Regions from separate parts of the Mus musculus genome. Here all the other regions are linked to region 2. Evidence: chromatin contacts called from public HiCAR-type and HiChIP or PLAC-seq data. All regions are on one chromosome and are shown on one strand. The core of a region is the stretch at or near the end of the contact, and the rest is flanking DNA. Distances in the headings are between cores, read along the strand shown.

What was found. HiCAR-type assays count read pairs that join an accessible place to other places. HiChIP or PLAC-seq counts read pairs in DNA pulled down with a chosen protein or histone mark.
Region 1: an H3K4me3 HiChIP or PLAC-seq map of embryonic basal ganglia shows a contact between it and region 2, with 3 times the contacts expected there. The contact joins the promoter of B9d1 here to the promoter of Tnfrsf13b in region 2. A contact is called at or near these places in 14 of 39 promoter capture datasets (the 3T3-L1 cell line, the C10 cell line, the SN4741 cell line and 8 more), 1 of 15 datasets of contacts at CTCF or cohesin (large pre-B cells), 7 of 484 Hi-C or Micro-C datasets (the AML12 cell line, the HL-1 cell line, cerebral cortex and 2 more), 21 of 115 datasets of contacts at active chromatin or transcription factors (the NIH/3T3 cell line, astrocytes, bone marrow-derived macrophages and 14 more) and 2 of 9 other capture datasets (adipose tissue and pancreatic islet).
Region 3: a contact with region 2 is called in a HiCAR-type map of Th17 cells, with 3 times the contacts expected there. The contact joins the enhancer-like site here to the promoter of Tnfrsf13b in region 2. A contact is called at or near these places in 5 of 39 promoter capture datasets (the HPC-7 cell line, cranial neural crest, liver and 2 more) and 2 of 115 datasets of contacts at active chromatin or transcription factors (Th17 cells and embryonic basal ganglia).

The regions. Positions count from the first base shown.
Region 1 is chr11:61,503,523-61,506,597 of GRCm38.p6, reverse strand. B9d1 (B9 protein domain 1) reads right to left here and starts at 1,454. Exons shown (of 7, transcript NM_013717.3): 1 at 1,327-1,454; 2 at 186-254. The coding sequence starts at 1,389. It overlaps B9d1os (a long non-coding RNA gene), which reads left to right and starts at 1,512. Exons shown (of 1, transcript XR_141098.4): 1 at 1,512-2,213.
Region 2 is chr11:61,124,969-61,128,048 of GRCm38.p6, reverse strand. It overlaps Tnfrsf13b (tumor necrosis factor receptor superfamily, member 13b), which reads right to left and starts at 1,294. Exons shown (of 5, transcript NM_021349.3): 1 at 1,234-1,294.
Region 3 is chr11:61,595,974-61,599,241 of GRCm38.p6, reverse strand. No RefSeq gene overlaps it. Among named protein-coding and RNA genes, the nearest start is that of Epn2, 18 kb to the right of the region's middle. Within about 2 kb of position 1,416, at least 62 of the 459 cell types and tissues checked have an H3K27ac peak or open chromatin away from gene starts, as enhancers often do. A contact at or near this core is called in Th17 cells, where this site is marked.

The sequences.
Region 1 (3,075 bases), core at 205-2,704, 380 kb before region 2:
AGACTCCAGGGGTACACCAGCGAACCCAGTAGTGACTGTATTCTATAAACTAGCTTTCCCCCAAAAACAAATGCAATGTTTAGGTCATCTCTGACCTTAGTGTCTACCTCTTGGTCTCGAATAGAAGGGTATGATTCAGGAATCACCAAAGCTCTAACCAGAGGAGGCCCATGAGTCCAACTTACCGCTGTTGGGGCCCAGTCCTGGCCATACACAAAGCAGTACTTGCAGTAGAGGTCATCATACTCTGGAAACTGAGAGAAAAAGTATACAGGATTCTGTCTAGAAAGGGCAAACTGGGCCCACACATTAGCTAGGCAGATGCAGTGGACAGGAATTAGGAACACGAGGCATCTGGGACTGAGGAGGTGGACATGGGTTTCAGGGCGGGCAGGGAATGGAAATCAGGAAGTCAGGCTTAGTCCCAGACTGCCAATACCCGTAGGTTATTTTGCTCAGGGTCTACTTTCTGTCTTGTCTTTCTCAGTCCACATGTGGTAGGCCCCTTGCCCATCTTTCAGAGTTCCCCTTCAGTCTCTAGCTGGCTTAAGGATCATTGCTTGGCTCCCTTCACTTCTCTGCATTTCTGCATGTGGGTACCTAATGTCTATCTGATAACCCTGTTAGACTGAAGAAGGAACAGGTTTCATGCCTCAGCGCATCTCCAGTGCTGGGCACAAATTAGCTCTACAGAAATGATGCTCACGTGAAACCCAGAAGCTACAGGGCCAAAGAACATGGCTAAAACTGAGGGTCCCGGAGAAAGGAAGGCCCAGGGCAGACGCCAAGGAAGGTGTCCAGAGTAAGCAGCCCAGACATCCTCTAATCGGATAGAGGAAAACAGGGAGGACGCAGTACCAATGAATGGGAAGGCAGGAACACCTACTGAGCTTCAGACTTGGCAGAACCTAAAGCATGTCAGCCAAACCTCAGAATATGTAGGAATAATGGGCATTTTCAACAAGCAGCCCAGAAGAATAATGTAGCAAAGTTCTGTCTCTTAGACGGACCGGGTCAAATCCCACCTTGGCCACTGCCTTCCGGTAAGTTCCCAGCTGTTAAATGGATCAGCTGAGTCTTCAGTCCCATTAGTCCTAGGCCACCACTCAACCAAGTAAACAGGATCCAAGTGGTACCAGCTGAACGCCTCGAGGTCTGTTTTCACTCAAGCTTGTCCGGTTCATCTACCTGGAGCCAAGGTTCTCAAATGCTGCTTCTCCTTTCCATTTATTTGAGATGCTCAGAGCATCTTGGCTTTCTAGGAGCTGAGCGAAGAGCCCGGGGAGAGAAACAGGCCGTCCCCGGGCGGAGTCCACGACTGCTTACCTGTGCGCTCTCTACCTGCCCGGTGATCATGAGCAGGAAGACGCTGGGACTTGCTGCAGCCATTGCACTGATGGGCCGGGAGACCGGCGCAGGCCGCGCGCTGTTGCCAGGAGGCTCTCGGTTGTCTTGGAAACAGACGGTAAGTCGTCTAGGACAAATTTCTCAAGCGGTGACGAGTTCGCTCAAAGGTAAGAGTGCGCAGGCGCAGTAGTCTTTATGGCTTTGGGCACTGTCCTCCGTGTCTGTCGCGCGGAACCTAACCCCCAGGGGCGGGTCCACGGACCCGCACTGTGTGACTTCACTCGTCTGGCCATGCTTGAAGCTCGCAGGCTGCAAAGCTGGATGTTGAGAAGAAGCAGCACCGGCACTCAGGCCCGCGGAAAGTCACGTGCTAGAGTTACCTCTCTCCAGGTGGTGTCGCTGTTGCCACACACAGCGACGGCAAAGACGCCATCGTTGGAAGGCTTGGTGCGCGGGAGTGGTCCAGCGGGCATCACCCAGCACATTGTCTCAGGTGAAGAATGCGCCCTTCAGCCCTATGAGGCTCTTGTCATCGAAACCCGGAGACTCCATTTGTCCAAGTCCCGCGTCCTGCATGAGAAGCTGGAGCCCACGGAACCAGTCACCCAATTTTGGAAAATCACTGGTAGCTCAGGGATGTCAGAGCTTGGTCCCAAGCCACCAGCATCCTTTTCGGTAGACACCATTGTTAGTGCTTGGATTCAACTGCACTTACTCTATCACTGTCCAATTCAAGGTGGCTTAATGCGAGCTTCTTGCCTTTAGATCCCCAGCTCGACTCTAGGGGCATTGAATGCCTGGTCCTCATTGCCCGGCCAGTGCAAAATATTTGGGAACTACTTCTTTAATAAATAAAATTGAACACATCTCAGTTTTCTGGAGGGCGTGACTGAAATCCAGACCTGGAAGGTAATTTAGCCATATTCGTTACAGGAATTTAGCTGCAGAATCAGACTTCACTTTCAGAGCTTATAAGGAAACATCAAAGAGCACATTAATGATGAGGGAGCCTGGAAACAAACGGATGCAGATGTGTATACTTTAGGGAGCTCAGCCTGCAGTAATGACACCAGGTCACGCTAACTGTTAGCTTGGAAGTCAGTTGGCGGGATTCCCAAAGCCACCTATGGGGAAGAGGAAAGGCATGTGGTCACAGCGTTCTAGGTGGGCCGAGGTGCAAGCATGTAAGAAATTCTTTTAGCTTAGAGCCAAGAGTCATACAAGCAGAGGCTCTAGGCCCCTCTCTCCTAGCCGGTGGCTGCCACTTGCTGTTCTTTACTGAAAGCGTTGGAAAGATACAGGCTACTGAAAGGAAGCCTTCTCAATCCCCAAATTACTCATTAGATAAGGCTTTTCTGTCCTAAACCAACAGGATGAGACATTTAGGAAGAGGTCTGTGCTGGCTAGTTTTTTTGTCAATTTGGCACAAGCCATAGTTATCTGAGAGGAGGGAACCAAGATTGAGAAAGCCTCCATGTGATTGGGCTTGTAAGCCTGTTGAACATTTTCTTAATTAGTGATTGGTGGAGAAGGGCCAGGCCCACTGTGGATGGTGCTACCCTAGGCTGGTGATCCTGAGTTCTATGAGAAAACAAACCTGGGGATGATTTCAGTCACTGGTACCTGTACTCTCTCAGGCCTTTTCTGTCCTGTAGGAGAATGTTCCCATCTAGTTACTAAAGGCATCCATAGCAGGAGATACCGTATGCTCCTGGTTTGGGCATATGA
Region 2 (3,080 bases), core at 45-2,544:
TATTTTAAATGTTAAATTATTTAAAATACTGAAATAAGGTAGAGGATTTTTTTCTAACTTCCCAGAACCTTTGAATGTCACTTTTCAAGAGGGTCTGAAGGGTTGACTGCAGATTTGCGGTTTGAGGCCCATTTTGTAGGTGAAGAGAAGAGACTTATCCGAGGCCAAGGGCCAGTGTGCAAACTAAGAACAGCAGTGACTTGAACTCTCCACCTGTCTGGGCTCTCACTGAAGCACTGGAAAGCTAATGTGGGTTCCAGAACATTCTTCCCTGATTCCTAACTGCTGGTCCCAGGTCCTCTGACATTTCCTTTTGGGTCAAGATGGCTCCTGACCATCACCTCTTGCGATTCTCTGTGAAACTCATTCGCATCCTTGGTGGACATGGTTGCTGGACAGAGATGGAAATCCTAGCAAAGGCCTGCCTGAGTCTAGCTTGGGTAGGGGGATGGGTCGAGAGCTGCTGTGAGTGGTGGGTCCTGATGACTTTGCCTTGGAGGAAACTTTTTTTTTTTTTTTTTGGTTTTTCGAGACAGGGTTTCTCTGTGTAGCCCTGGCTATCCTGGAACTTACTTTGTAGACCAGGCTGGCCTCGAACTCAGAAATACAGAAATCCGCCTGTCTCTGCCTCCCGAATGCTGGGATTAAAGGCGTTCGCCACCACCGCCCAGCTTGGAGGAAACTCTTTAAGGAAACTCTTTAACACTATAGGATAAACAGCTCTGATTCATCAGCAAAAATCAGCAAGAAAAATAAGAAGGCAGATGGGGATAGGTAGAGTCTGAAATACAGAACCCACTTTTCTCCTGAGGGCCATGAAGGTCTGATTTGAATCTGCCCACCGAGGACACACATCATCAGCACTTCGCGCTCAACACCTGTGCTCGTAGGCGCGTCACGATATTAAGAGTTCTTAGAAATTCACAGCAGTTAAGTGCGGGCAGAGATCTAAATGCTGCATCTCGAGGCATCCAAAATTTACCAGATTCACTTCAAACTAATCCAGGGGCACAAGGAAACAAATCTGGAGCACGTGGATAGAAAAAAGAAGGTTCCTGCCTGTTTGGCTGACCCCACTGGCAGGCAAGACCTGACCCCCGGAGGCCTCTTCCGTGTGCAGGACTGAAGCTGTCCCAAAGCTGAGTAGCCTTAGCTTGTGCCGTGGTGGCACTGCTAGATCTCCAGCCCCCGGAGCACCCTCTTGGCCCTCACCCACCACGGCTGGCTACTCACCACGCTCCTGCGCCAACAGCTCCAGCCTCCTGCCTGCCCTGGCCTACACCACTCATTACTCAGGGCGTTTATTATTAGCCTGAGATTTTGTTAGGCCTAGGCCACACTTCCTGGGTTTTCCCCTTCGACCTGGGGATGTAAATAAGCCACCCTGCTGACCTGCGCCTGCGCTTTAGTCCAGGGAGGACAGGTAAGCGACCTGTCGCTTTTGGCTTAGCAGTGAGGGCTTAGCCTGGTTGTATTAATGACAGGGCTTTGACACTTCTAGATCTTCTCTGGCCCGGCTCCTGCGCCTGGTTCCTGTCCACTGCCCACTGCCCACTCTCCAGGCTAGGATGTCCAAACAGCTCTTGTCCTCCCCACATAGCCTTCCCTCCTCTTGGACCATTACATCCTGTGCTGCTGCCTGGTCAGTTCTTGCTGTCTCTTTTTCAATGATCAGTTGAGATGTCACCTCTCCCACGAAGCCATCTGTGATTGCTCCCAGGACGTTAGGTGTTACGTGCAGTCCCTGTAGATCTGGGTTTTGCTTCAGGGTCTGATACCTTGGTAAGGACTTGTATATAAATTGTCTCGTACCTCCATGCCCTCATTTGAAAAGTGGGCCCTTGAGTCATTGTGAGAATGACATGAGTTCACACAGTCACTTGTTCTTTGTCTGGCTTTTAGTTCCTTTGACACAGGTGTCACTATGTTGTCTGTCTCAAGAGCCTCCTGTCTCAGACTCCAGAGGGCTGGGATTTCAGGTGTGCTCCTCAACGCCTGGCCACCACAGGCCCCTTCTTATAGCAAGTTCTCAGCACACAGTGACTGAGAACTCCATGTCCAATATATGACATGAAGAATCAATGCTACAGCATCAACTTCATTGCTTAGACTCCCTGGTCTTCAGAATCCTGCAGGGATAAGAAAGTCTAACAACTGCACTCCCAAGTTCACTGTAGTACTGTTCACAGTAGCCCAGATACAGAGGCAATCTGCATGTCTTCAGTGGATGTGTGTGGACAATGGGATTCTCTTCATTCTCAAAAGAGAAGGAAATCCTGCCATTTGTATGAACACGGATGGAACTGGAGAACTTTATGTATAAAAATGGAAGTCTGGCTGGATGTGGTGGCACACGCCGTTAATCCCAGCATTTGAGAGACAGAGGCCGGCAGCCTCCTGAGTTCTCTGCTAGCCTGGTCTACAGAGCTAGTTCCAGGACAGCCTGGGCTACAGAAAAAAACATTGCCTCAAACAAACAAACAAACAAACAAACAAACAAAAGAAAAAGAAGTCATGGCCTAGAGCGAAGGCCCAGCAGGTACGTGCACTGACGCTGCCCTACAGAGAACCTGGGTACAGCTCCCAGCACCCACAGGATAGCTCACAAACATCTGTAACTTGGGTTCCAGGGGATCCAATACCCTCTTCCAGTCTCCAGGGACCCCCAGACATAAGTGTGATGCACAGACACGTATTCAGGCAAGACACCATACACATAAAATTTTAAAAATTGGGGCTGGAGAAATGACTCAGCGGTTAAGACCATTGATTGCTCTTCCAGAGGTTCTGAGTTCAATTCCCAGCGACCACACGGTGGCTCACAACCATCTGCAATAGTATCCGATGCCCTCTTTTGGTGTGTCTGAAGACAGCAACAGTGTACTCATATAAATAAAACAAATAAATCTTTTTAAAAAATTTAAAAAATGAAATCAATGGCTTAAATTGGAAAAGGAGCCAGTCATAGAAAGACAAAAGCCACATGTCTCTGTGGGACAGAGATCTTACAACTGGGAAGAAGATCAGTCAATGGAGGCTGTGGAAGGTCGGGGACAAGTTGGTCAGAAGGTCCCAGCTTC
Region 3 (3,268 bases), core at 167-2,666, 470 kb before region 2:
TTACATGTAAGCTGTCCTTCTGGACAGGGCTGGAAGATCAGATGGAATCCTAATTCTGACAGTACACAGGTCCTCTAAACTCTGCCTTCTGTTGCTATAGCAGGATACTAGAGACAGGAGAACTGCAAAGAACAGGAATGTATTGGCTCAAGGCTCTGAGGGCTGGGATGTCCAAATGTTGGTGTCAGCCAGCTTCTCTCAAGGTGCTTGGTGCTGCTTCAACCAGTGCTGAAAGGAGGAAAACCAGGGGTTAACACAGTGGGTGCTGCCTTGCTCACCCTAATCGTGCCCTTTCTCTCTCCTCTGTTGCTGAGGGAGGATTCTATGGCTCCCAGAAGATGAACCCTATCCCCTGATAGGCACCGTACCCATTAGTGACCAGAGGCCATCTTAGACACCTTAACCCCAACAGGACCACATGGCAGTCAGCTTTTAGTGAGGAGAGGCCTCGGTGTACAGGGCGGGGTACCTTGGTGTAAAGTGGGCTCACCATGATCACCACCTCTCTGGGTTGAATCAAGTATCGGGGAAAGCTGAGGATGTGAGGATGGCGTTCTCAGCATCCTCAGGACAAGTGCTGAGGGATTGGAGGGCGTGGAAGGAAACGTGGGCTTTAGGTTTCTCTCTCCAGTTTACTGGCCATCTCACGACCAGAAACAAGTGACTTCACTTTCCCATGACGCAATTCTCTCCTTTGTTGCTCTAAAGCAGAATGGCATTGTCAGGTCCAAAGGAAACTTGGGACAAATGGCTAACTGTGATGCCTATTAGCATACCAAAGTGTCTGCTGGCCTCCAGGCTCCCTCAGGTGCTGTGGCTCTCCACTCAGCATTCTCACCCCCTTGCTACCCTAACCTGCTCACAGCCTCCCTTCTCTCAGTTTCTCATTCCTAAATAACCCTGCCATTTTGGCCGTGTGCTCTCTTGGTCCCCTCTTGACCCTTCTCTCTGCTCTCTCATCTCTTTTGTCTTCCTTTCTGCCATCCCCCATCTCTCTCTTCTCCAGGCTCAGCTCAGGTCATGTCCAGTCTACTACTTCCTCTCTCAGCTCTGACTCTTCCAGATGCCTTTCCTGTGTTCTCTCCCTCGTGTCTACTATAAAAGCCTTCTCCTAAAACCATACCTAGGAGCAGGCATGTACCCCCTCTGTACAGGCCTGGCAGTGCTAAGGAGCCGGCTGCTATGGTGGACTCTGGGCAGATGATGCTGTTGGTCCTGGTTGTGGTGTTGTGACTCTATGTGGGAGGGAGGGACCCCTCCCCCGTCACCACCGTTGAGTCACTCCTTAAGGCTGGCATTCTTACACCTTAACATGTCATTGATGAACAGAGGTCTAAAAGGTTTGCAGACATCCTCTGGGTATAGGGTGTGGTGGCTGGTAGGGGTGGTATAGAGACTGGAACCCTAGCCAGGCTGACTCAGACAAGGTGGCTGTGACTCAGGTTTTTAAGAACATGGTGTGTGGGGTGAGCTGAGGGGAAGCCCTGGCTCTGTTTCTCAGAAATAAAAGTCAGATCTGCATCCTCCGTGGCTGGTAGCCAGGACTGGCAGAGTGAAAGGCTGGATGCTGCTGCCCATTCCACAGTGCCCAGGGGAACCACTCTCCATCCAGGCAGCTGGATGTCTGCCTGCGCTTCTAACCATTGCTTCACCAGACCCTGACTGAGTCTCCCTGACTGTCTCTGGGGACACTGCCCTAAGCTACCCAGGGTGTACCTAGGTGGGGTCAGGCCTGGTTAGTACTTAGACAGAAGACTAAGGCTATGACATGCTGCCAGGAATAAGGGAGGTTGTGAAATTAAGGCTAGTCTGGGACACCATTTTAGTGAGCCATGTCCTGAGGTTGAGCTGAAGGCAGTAGAATCTGAAGGAAGGACTGAGGGAACAGGAAAGGACATCAGGGGGAGATTCAATGTGTAAAGCAGAAGATGGGGGCGGGGAGTGAAACTTTCTTGCTATAAAACAGATGGTGAGAATTTTTTAAAAGATGTATTTGGGGCTGGAGGGATGGCTCCGCAGTTAAGGCACTTGTTGCTCTTGCAAAGGACCTGGGGTTTTCATGTCAGTTCGCAAAAATCCTTAACTCCAATTTAAGGAATCTGATGACCTCTTCTGACCTTTTAGGCATGGGGCATGCATACAGTACATACACATACATGCAGGCAAGGCATCCAAACATATAAATTGAAATAAACATACCTAATCTTTTTTTAAAATTAAGAAATATAGGAGTTGGAGAGATGGCTCAGTGGTTAAGAGCACTTGCTGGCTGCTTTTCCAGAGGGCTTGGGTTCAATTCCCAGCACCCACATGGCAGCTCACAATTGTCTGTAACTCCATTTACAGGAGCCTAGAAGAGGGAGCCAGACCCTTGGAGCTAGAATTTCAGGTGGTTGTGACAGCCAGATTTAGGGGCTGAGAATAACAGCTATTAAGTATAGAACCATGGCTTAACCCCTGTTGCTGTTTTTGAGACGGGATCTTGCTACAATGCAGGTGTTATGAAAGTTTCCTCCAAGATTGAAACATTTACTTCAGCAGGGGCACTCTTTAAACTGGAAGGTAAACCCCTCAAATCTCAGGAAGTCCCTGAAACTGACAAGATGCACTAGGCCCCTCCCTGCCAGAGGAAGCATTTAAAGTTGGGACTCCCTCAAAGACAAGATAAGCTGCAAAGGAGATCCAGAACTAGTAGCTGCAACAATTTTTTGTCTAAGGAAGCTGTAAAAGAAAACAAAAGAGAAAGAAAGAAAGAAAGAAAGGAAGGAAGGAAGGAAGGAAGGAAAGAAAAGAGAAGAAAAAAGAAAAAATCTTACACGCGCTCAACTGGCCAGGAAGAACGACGCTGCTACAGGATCCTTCTGCACACATTTATTCAGTCCTGTTTCTTCTTTCTCCATATATCTCCCTTGTTTATATCTCCCTCGTTTTTATATCTCCCTTGTTTATATCTCTCCCTTGTTTATATCTCCCCTGTTTGTATCTCTCCCTCGTTTATATCTCCCCCGAACCCTGGGCCTCTCACTCCTTTTATACTCTCTCTCATCCACGCACCGCAGGCCACGCCCCCTCGCCAGTCACGAGGCTTCAGCTAATCAGGGCAGCAGGGGCAAATCTCCACCAAATTGGATTCACCTGTATCCTGGTACACATGCGCAGCACTCAAGATGTTTGTGTCTTATATGAGGAAGTCAGGTGCAAGTCATATGACTTAGCTGCAGTCCCTGGCGCCTTTAGGACTGCCGCCACACCCGCTCCCCACAATTCC